Linked DNA regions of Danio rerio: region 2 is linked to region 1. Evidence: chromatin contacts called from public Micro-C data. All regions are on one chromosome and are shown on one strand. Each heading gives the region's core, a stretch centred on a gene start, on an enhancer-like site or on the middle of the called end of the contact. The rest is flanking DNA. Distances are from core to core; before and after follow the strand shown.

Region 1 (3,779 bases), core at 540-3,039:
ACATGGCGTCTAACATGAAAGACATTTATACAGCCTTTTGCGCCCAGTACAGGCCTGTTTGTTGTAAGAGTATTTCGGACTGGGCATCAAATTAAGAATTAAATATTTTAGCTTTTTTTTTAAATAATAAACTATTTAACATTTTCTTTCAGAATAAATTCAGCATACGCTTTTTAGCCAACGCGACAAATGAGGACGACATCAAGCAATTTCCACAGGCAATAGCCTTCTCAAATTAAGTACTGCACGTTCCTGTCTTTGTAACATTAGAAGCTAGAGCGAGGGATTAAAAAAAAAAGGTGATAAACAGAAATTTTATGTCAACTAAAACCAAACATGCTAAACACGTTAAACAGTTTCAAGAATCTGGACTGGCAACATTGATTTAAAGGAATAGCATGAAGAAGCCTACACACCAGAATGTTTAAACCTAAAACAGTCAAATCCGTCTTTGGAAACTCCTAATTTTTTTTCTTAGGCTAGATGTTAGTGGAGTAAAAAAAATAGTTGTTTTAAATTCAATGTTTATCTAGTTAAAGTCTCATTCATCACCTGAAAAAAACTTGTAGTGGTTGGCATTTCTTATACATTTCTGCAAATTAGATTTTTTTTAATCAATTTTATTTGTTAATTATAGCCTACATTATAGGCTAACATGTAGAATATTATTTGGATTTACGATAGGGTCAAAAGTCAAATATTTTGAATCGTTTAGACGTAGGAGTTATTCTGAATGCTAAACATACTAGTTTAATTCACAGTAGGAACAGTTGATTTACCGTGTTTCACTAAGGCCTGTAAAGCCTCATCATCTAGCTTGTGTAAATGACGAGCCAAGTTGCTCATATGTCTACAGCATTTTTATTGACCACCTACTAGATATGATGAATATTTAGTAATAGATGCATTTTAAATCATTGTCATGCAGCTTTTATAATACAGTTTTGAGGTCCAAATGGAAATATATATATATATATATATATATTTTTTTTTTTTTTTTACATATTAGTTTGATGTCCTTCCCTCTGAATGAGCTGTGGTTCAGTTTTCCTATTCCTATGGAGCGACTTTAAAAATCATCTTAAAACAACGCCTACTGACAGGCCATTGGCCTGCAAGGCTATTTAGACTGCTTATTTATTACTGTTCTGTAGAAATATATAGCCTATTATATTGCTCCTACAATAAAGGTAATTCTCTATGCGTTTTAAATATACATATTTCACGTGCCGTATAGGCCAATCATATGCGTTAATAGAATAATGGAAGAGCATTGAGTTTCTATGAGATAGCAATTGTTTCGTACTTTTTTAGTTATGCATCTTTCAAAAACTAAAAATCGAACATAGGCCGAAAGAGAAACCACCGTTATTTCCTCAACAATTTCATTTTAGAAGTATACTAATTATGTTATTTATTCTATGCTATATAAAACAAAAATACAGCTATAGGGAATTTTCCTGTAAAACCATCTAGCGTTTACTTGTATCCAATTTTAGGCCTTGCCTAACAATACACGTAAATAGACTAATGGACTGACTTTTATCCCTTATGGTTAACAAATAAATCAATTGTAGGCCTAGGCTATTTCGCAATTTTATGAACCCAATTTTTTTTTATCAACATCAAAATAAATCTAATCTGCCTTGGAAAGAAAGATAACCCTATTAAGCAGTAAGTATTTAATTTATACCATTGTTTGCCAGGGTCAAGATCGCTTGGTGTGATTTGTTCGTTCCACCTTAAATCCTTTTGTCCTCCCCTTTAAGAGAAAAGATATCCACACGTTCCTGCCCGAGCGAGGGCGCCAAATGCACGTGTAATGACGATGCGCTCGACGAGACGAACTGTCACTTGCGCTTCTGTTCTTACTCAAACACGTCGAGACCACGGCCGTTTTTTATAATTTATGTTCACGCAGTTCATGTATACCCCACGACGCAGTGGCTGAAAAGTTTTTTTAGGTATAAGTATACTGTTTTACGTGCTTATTCCCACCCTCACATTGGCTACACCAACCATTTCGTCTCTTCGGCATCGGCTTTTCCCACAACTGTTCTATATTACATGTTTACAGTATAAGACGTCTTTAGTCAAATTTTGTATAGGTAAAGGGAAGTTAAAAGCCGACATTAGCTTAAATAATATTAATATTATCGTTAAATACAACAAATGGCATGCTACACACGCTTCAGCGAAATGAAACAAGCATATTGGTCTTTTTTCGTTGTTTTTTTACTTTTGCACCGTTCAAAGACACATCTTTAGGCTTTATTAAAGCAGTGATTTGTGCCAACATTAGTCGGTATATCAAGGATTTGAATTATTTCTGGCTGATATTTCGCACCGCTGTGAAAATGCCTAACAGCAATTCGCGTTCGGCATTAATGTATGCATAAACATACATCCAAGCTTTAAACAGAAATTCACATGTAAAAAAAAATTGACCAACAATACAGACCAAAAGAAACGAACGGAATAAAGGCTATACTGTCGTAGCCTGCTGTGCGAGAAACGACTGGACCATGTGGCTGCAGTTCAGAATAGTTGTAGGCTAGGGATTTCTTTTCTTTTTTATACGGATAATTTTTGACAAATAAAACGTTGTTGTTTTCTGATTAACAAATCCACCTGCATCTAAAGATTTTGAAGAGCCAGGCGAAGTGCGACGGGTTAAATGGTTAATCGATTTGGTTTGCTGACATCCAGGGAGGAACAGGTGATTTTTTTTTTTTTTTTTTGGAAGGCTGTTCTGTTTTAAATGTGGAAAAAATAAATTCATTTGCTTGAGCACTTTATTGGAATCGGTTAAATTATACATGTCCCTAACAAACTGGTCATTTTAACAGAAATGCTCAACTTAAATACACGTTGCAATGAAATCAAGTGTAAGATTACGTTGTGCGGTTACTCAAGTGTTGTATTTATTTACCGTGAATAAACCTCTCCGCTTATGTGTTTGAACGGTGAACTTCTAACGTGTGGTCTGTTTGGAATGGTCAATTATGAAGGTCTGGCTGAAAAGCGGAATATATTACTGACTCACAGCACAATTTTTCATCAGTGTTATGAAAGACGCACGTCACCCAATGAACAAGTGTTTTGGGAGATTGTTTTAGATCAGTGCTTGTTTTTACAAGTGTTTCTGGAAAAAAGACGATCAAAGGTGGTCATGGTAGAACTGGAATTAATGCTTTGTTTCGCTTTAGACAAACTAGTCACTAATTCTTTCACTAAAACTATCACTAAGTCCTTGACGCATGAAATATACTGTAATACTTGTCCTTAAAATAGTTAAAGAGCTTTAAAAGCAGGACACGCAGCAGGTTTCAAACACCATTTTGTTTTGGGTGAATTATCGTTCTCGTTTAAGTTCATTTATCAACCATCGTCCTCAAACATGCATCCATTAAAACGCAAAAGACAATATTTGACCTTATGACTTCAGGCTATTTTTACCTTACCAGTCGCAATAGCAAAATTGGTCTAAAACATTTTATACGAAATCCACTTACAACCCTAAACGTCTTCTAATATGACAGCGTATTTATTGTTTAAAAACGGGTCAATTAAACGTGCAATGCTTTTATCCCAATCCTAATTTTAATTTCTATGTGGTGCAAGTGCACTTTAGGCCTACATCTTCCTTTTTAAATAACTATTTCGGATAGAATTTTACCGGCAAGATCATATAAACCCTTTAAGAGTTCAGGTCTAGGCCTATTTTTCATTGATTTTTTTTTATAGAAAATCAGAAGTCTACGAGTACAATAAAAAAG
Region 2 (3,779 bases), core at 680-3,179, 270 kb after region 1:
TCACCATTTACTCATTCTCAACTTTTTCCAAACAATATTGAGCTTTATATTACAAAATGTTGGATTTAAATCAAAATATGGATATGTTGGAAACCTGTAACCACAGACTTTCATAGCATGCTTTTCCTAACTTGTTACAGGTTTCCAACATACTTCAAAATATCTTCTTTTGTGTTCAACAAAACAACTCAAGTTGGTTTGAAACAAGTAAATAGTAAATGTTAGTAAATGAAAACAGAATTTGAATTCTCCGTGTAAGCTAAAGTGTCAGTATAAGACAAGAAGCTGAAAATAGAAAAGTACAACTAAAAAGAAAATAGAAGAATCAGACTAGAACTAATCATTTACATTCATTAAAAGACAAACATTTATTAGGGTATCCCTACTAAGTATTCGTTCTAATTAAGAATTTTGGTGGCAAACAGAAAGCATTGATAAGTTAAGCCACAAGGCCTATATTAATGGAGATTAATTCAGTCTTTATAAAATGGTGCTCACTGTTCATTTTTAGAAAAATCTGTATCCCTTTTATTGCATTTATATTGCCAATGAAATCAAGAACAGAATGGAATCCAAGTAGCGTCTGTAAATCATTGATGCAAAGCACTAGTGAAGCATATCAAAAACACACAAGAGATATGTCAACTATTACTTGTTAACTTCTGCTAGCATATAATCACAAATAATTAAATGGTACAAACTTTAAGTGATCAAATATATATATATATATATATATATATATATATATATATATATATATATATATATATTTTTTTTTTTTTTTTTTTTAATGAATTTCAAAATAAGATCTAGCTTTTAGACAAGCACTGGTAAAATTCAATGAAATAGTTGTTATTATAAATTGATCTTGTAATATGCCAAGTGATTCTTTTCCAAAATATGCTTGACAAAACATTTGTCCTATAAACTACTGTCACGTTTTACTGTGTTTTCTGTAAACGTATGTACTCTCACCAATACAAAAATTCATAAGAGCTCAGAATAAATTAGACAAACTCTGAAAAAGACACAAACCGCAACAAATAATTTTTCTCAACACCCTAACATAATGTGATAGTACATTATGAGTGACAGTTGCACAAAACTACATTACTATTTTAACCCCTTACATTTATATAAAACCTACTGATGTGTGTTGACACATACCCAAACATTAGCATGACTCATAAACCAACCACTTTGAAAACTCCTGACTGAGGTTATAATTTCAAAGGAAAACTTACCTCACACTGGCACATGAGGTTTAGGAAACTTAATGAAAACCAATTAAAATGTCTATGTCTCAAAAACTGCCAACCCAGTAGACAACATTTTGGGCCAAAAGTGCTGTCTAGGGTAGGCATCTGAGACAGCAGAATTCATGTGAATGTGTGTAAAGGACTCTTCGTTTTGCCTCAGCATTTGTTTACAGCTTTAGGTCTCCATAATATACTTCTTAACACATTAAACGCACTAAGTATTTAATTCATGAACATTTATATGGCGATATTGTTTTGTAAACAGCATCAATAGATTAGCAATGCTAGGTAGCAAGCTCGTTAGCTTCAGGTACCCTTCCTTGTAAACTGCCGCTAAGAGGAACTATTAATACCATAATGTCAACCAAACGTACGTCATTTAAATATAACCTGAAAATCAAGACAAACATTTGTTATTAACCCACTACTGTTATTCTCCGAGGCTTTTGAGATATAATGATGTAAAATGGCTACCTATTCTTAACTGGTGTGTAATATCACAAAAATGTCTCTCTTCCTTATCGACACATTGCCAGACACGTCCATTTAGTTTTCATTTATGTCAAACCGGGACGCCTGACACGTGTTTAAAGATTTTTAGTCTTACCTGTGTGTGTTTGTAACGTCGAGCAGTGTGAGGTCGAGGCCCTGCGCTCAGTCTGTGTGTGTTTGACTGGAGATGACTGGGAATTCCGTATTAGAGCGAGTGAAACGTCATACGCCACAGCGCAGAGACACACAGCGACGCCTACTGTCCACTCACCGTAGTACACCAGCTGCGTAGGAGCTTCACTCTTTCAGGTGCCAGGAACCACTTTGACCATTCCTGCTGCGAATGACTCAAAAAATGTGTGTAAAACCCACCAGTGGTGGAAAGAGTACTGAAAAATCATACTCATGTGAAAGTACCATTACTTGCCTAAAAATGTAGTTGAAAGTAGAGTAAAAGTATCTGTTGTAAATATTACTCAGTCAGTGAGTGGTGGAAAGAGAACTGAAAAATCATACTCAAGTAAAAGTACCATTACTTGCTTAAAATGTAGTGGAAGTAGAGTAAAAGTATCTGTTGTAAATATTACTCAAAGTATGAGTAAACCTTCCAAAAAAAAGTAGACCTTCCAAAAGTACTCGAGAGTAGTGACTAGTGAGTATTACGCTGTAAAAAGCTGATTTGTTTACATGTAATTTGTGCATGTGTGTGTAAACGTAACATTCTGTAGTGCATTTAGTTATTGCCCAGCAGGCACACGACATCATAAGACGTTAATACTAGGTTAGATTTAGGTTGTGATGTCAGGTGACCAAAATTCAATAGCCAGGGTCTAGGGATGTTATTTTGATGTCCAATAATGACGTCAAATGACGGTGATATTTGGTTGATTTTAGGTTGTGTTGGAAAGTGACCAAAATCCAACGTCCAGCCAACATCTAAAACCAATGTCATTGACGTCAAGTACTGACACTTATTCGTCAGGTATGGAAACCAAAATCCAACGTCTGATAGACGTAGTGGTAACATCCACACAACAACAAGCTGTAACATCATTAGACGTTGATATTTGGTATAGGTTGGACATTGACGTTAGGGTACAATGTCAATCTGACATGATGTTGATGTCTTGCGTCTTTGATTAAGGCCATTTTGGTCATCATACAGTAAACATCCTTAATTTTTTTTTCAAAGACATGCATCTAAACAGCCTCTGGGTCAATGCATGTAAAAATTTAGACATCTTGGACATGTTTAATGCTTCCAAACTGTTTGCTGAAATTATAAATCGCCCTTGTCTTGAGGTAGTTCATTGTGATGCGATTTAACTTCTTTGTGTGATTTGATTGGACACGAATCACAAGACAGTTTTTCTAATCTCCATAAACAACAGAAAAGTAGTGGAGTAAAAGTAAAAATACAGCACTAAAAATGTACTCAAGCTTGTAAAAATACACATTTTTAAATCTACTAAGTAAATTACAATTCCTGAGAAAAACTACTCAATTACAGTAATCTGAGTATTTGTAATTAGTTCCTTTACACCACTGCTCAAAGTATGAGTAAAAAGTCGGCCTTTCAAAAATACTTGAGTAGTGAGTGTTACACTGTGAAAAGCTGATGCATTTACATGTAATTTGTGAATGTGTGCAAACGTAACATTCTGTAGTGGATTCAGGTATTGCCCAGCAGGCACACATCATAATACATTAATATTAGGTTAGATTTAGGTCGTGATAAAGGGTGACCAATATTCATTGTCTAACCAGCATCTAAGGACAATTGGTTGATTTCAGGTTTTGTTGGAAAGTGACTAAAATCCGACATCAAGCCAACATCCTAAACCAACATCAGATTAAAGTCAAATACTGACATTTATTCCTCAGGAATGGCAACTGAAATGTAACATCTGATGGAGGTCTTCCACACAACAACAAGCTGTAACATCATTCATTCATTTTCTTTTTGGCTTAGTGCCTTTATTAATCTGGGGTTGCCAGCACAATTTATCCAGCACATGTCTTACGCAG

What was found. Hi-C and Micro-C count contacts between places; a contact is called where the count stands out from the background.
Region 2: a Micro-C map of caudal fin shows a contact between it and region 1, with 11 times the contacts expected there. The contact joins the promoter of cul1b here to the enhancer-like site in region 1. A contact is called at or near these places in 5 of 18 Hi-C or Micro-C datasets (caudal fin, embryo, hematopoietic stem cells and 1 more) and 2 of 4 datasets of contacts at active chromatin or transcription factors (caudal fin and embryo).

The regions. Positions count from the first base shown.
Region 1 is chr24:20,997,417-21,001,195 of GRCz12tu, forward strand. The region is part of intron 2 of skida1 (SKI/DACH domain containing 1); the gene reads right to left. Among named protein-coding and RNA genes, the nearest start is that of mllt10, 13 kb to the right of the region's middle. Within about 2 kb of position 1,790, at least 41 of the 62 cell types and tissues checked have an H3K27ac peak or open chromatin away from gene starts, as enhancers often do. A contact at or near this core is called in caudal fin, where this site is marked.
Region 2 is chr24:21,268,419-21,272,197 of GRCz12tu, forward strand. It overlaps cul1b (cullin 1b), which reads right to left and starts at 1,930. Exons shown (of 22, transcript NM_213495.1): 1 at 1,867-1,930.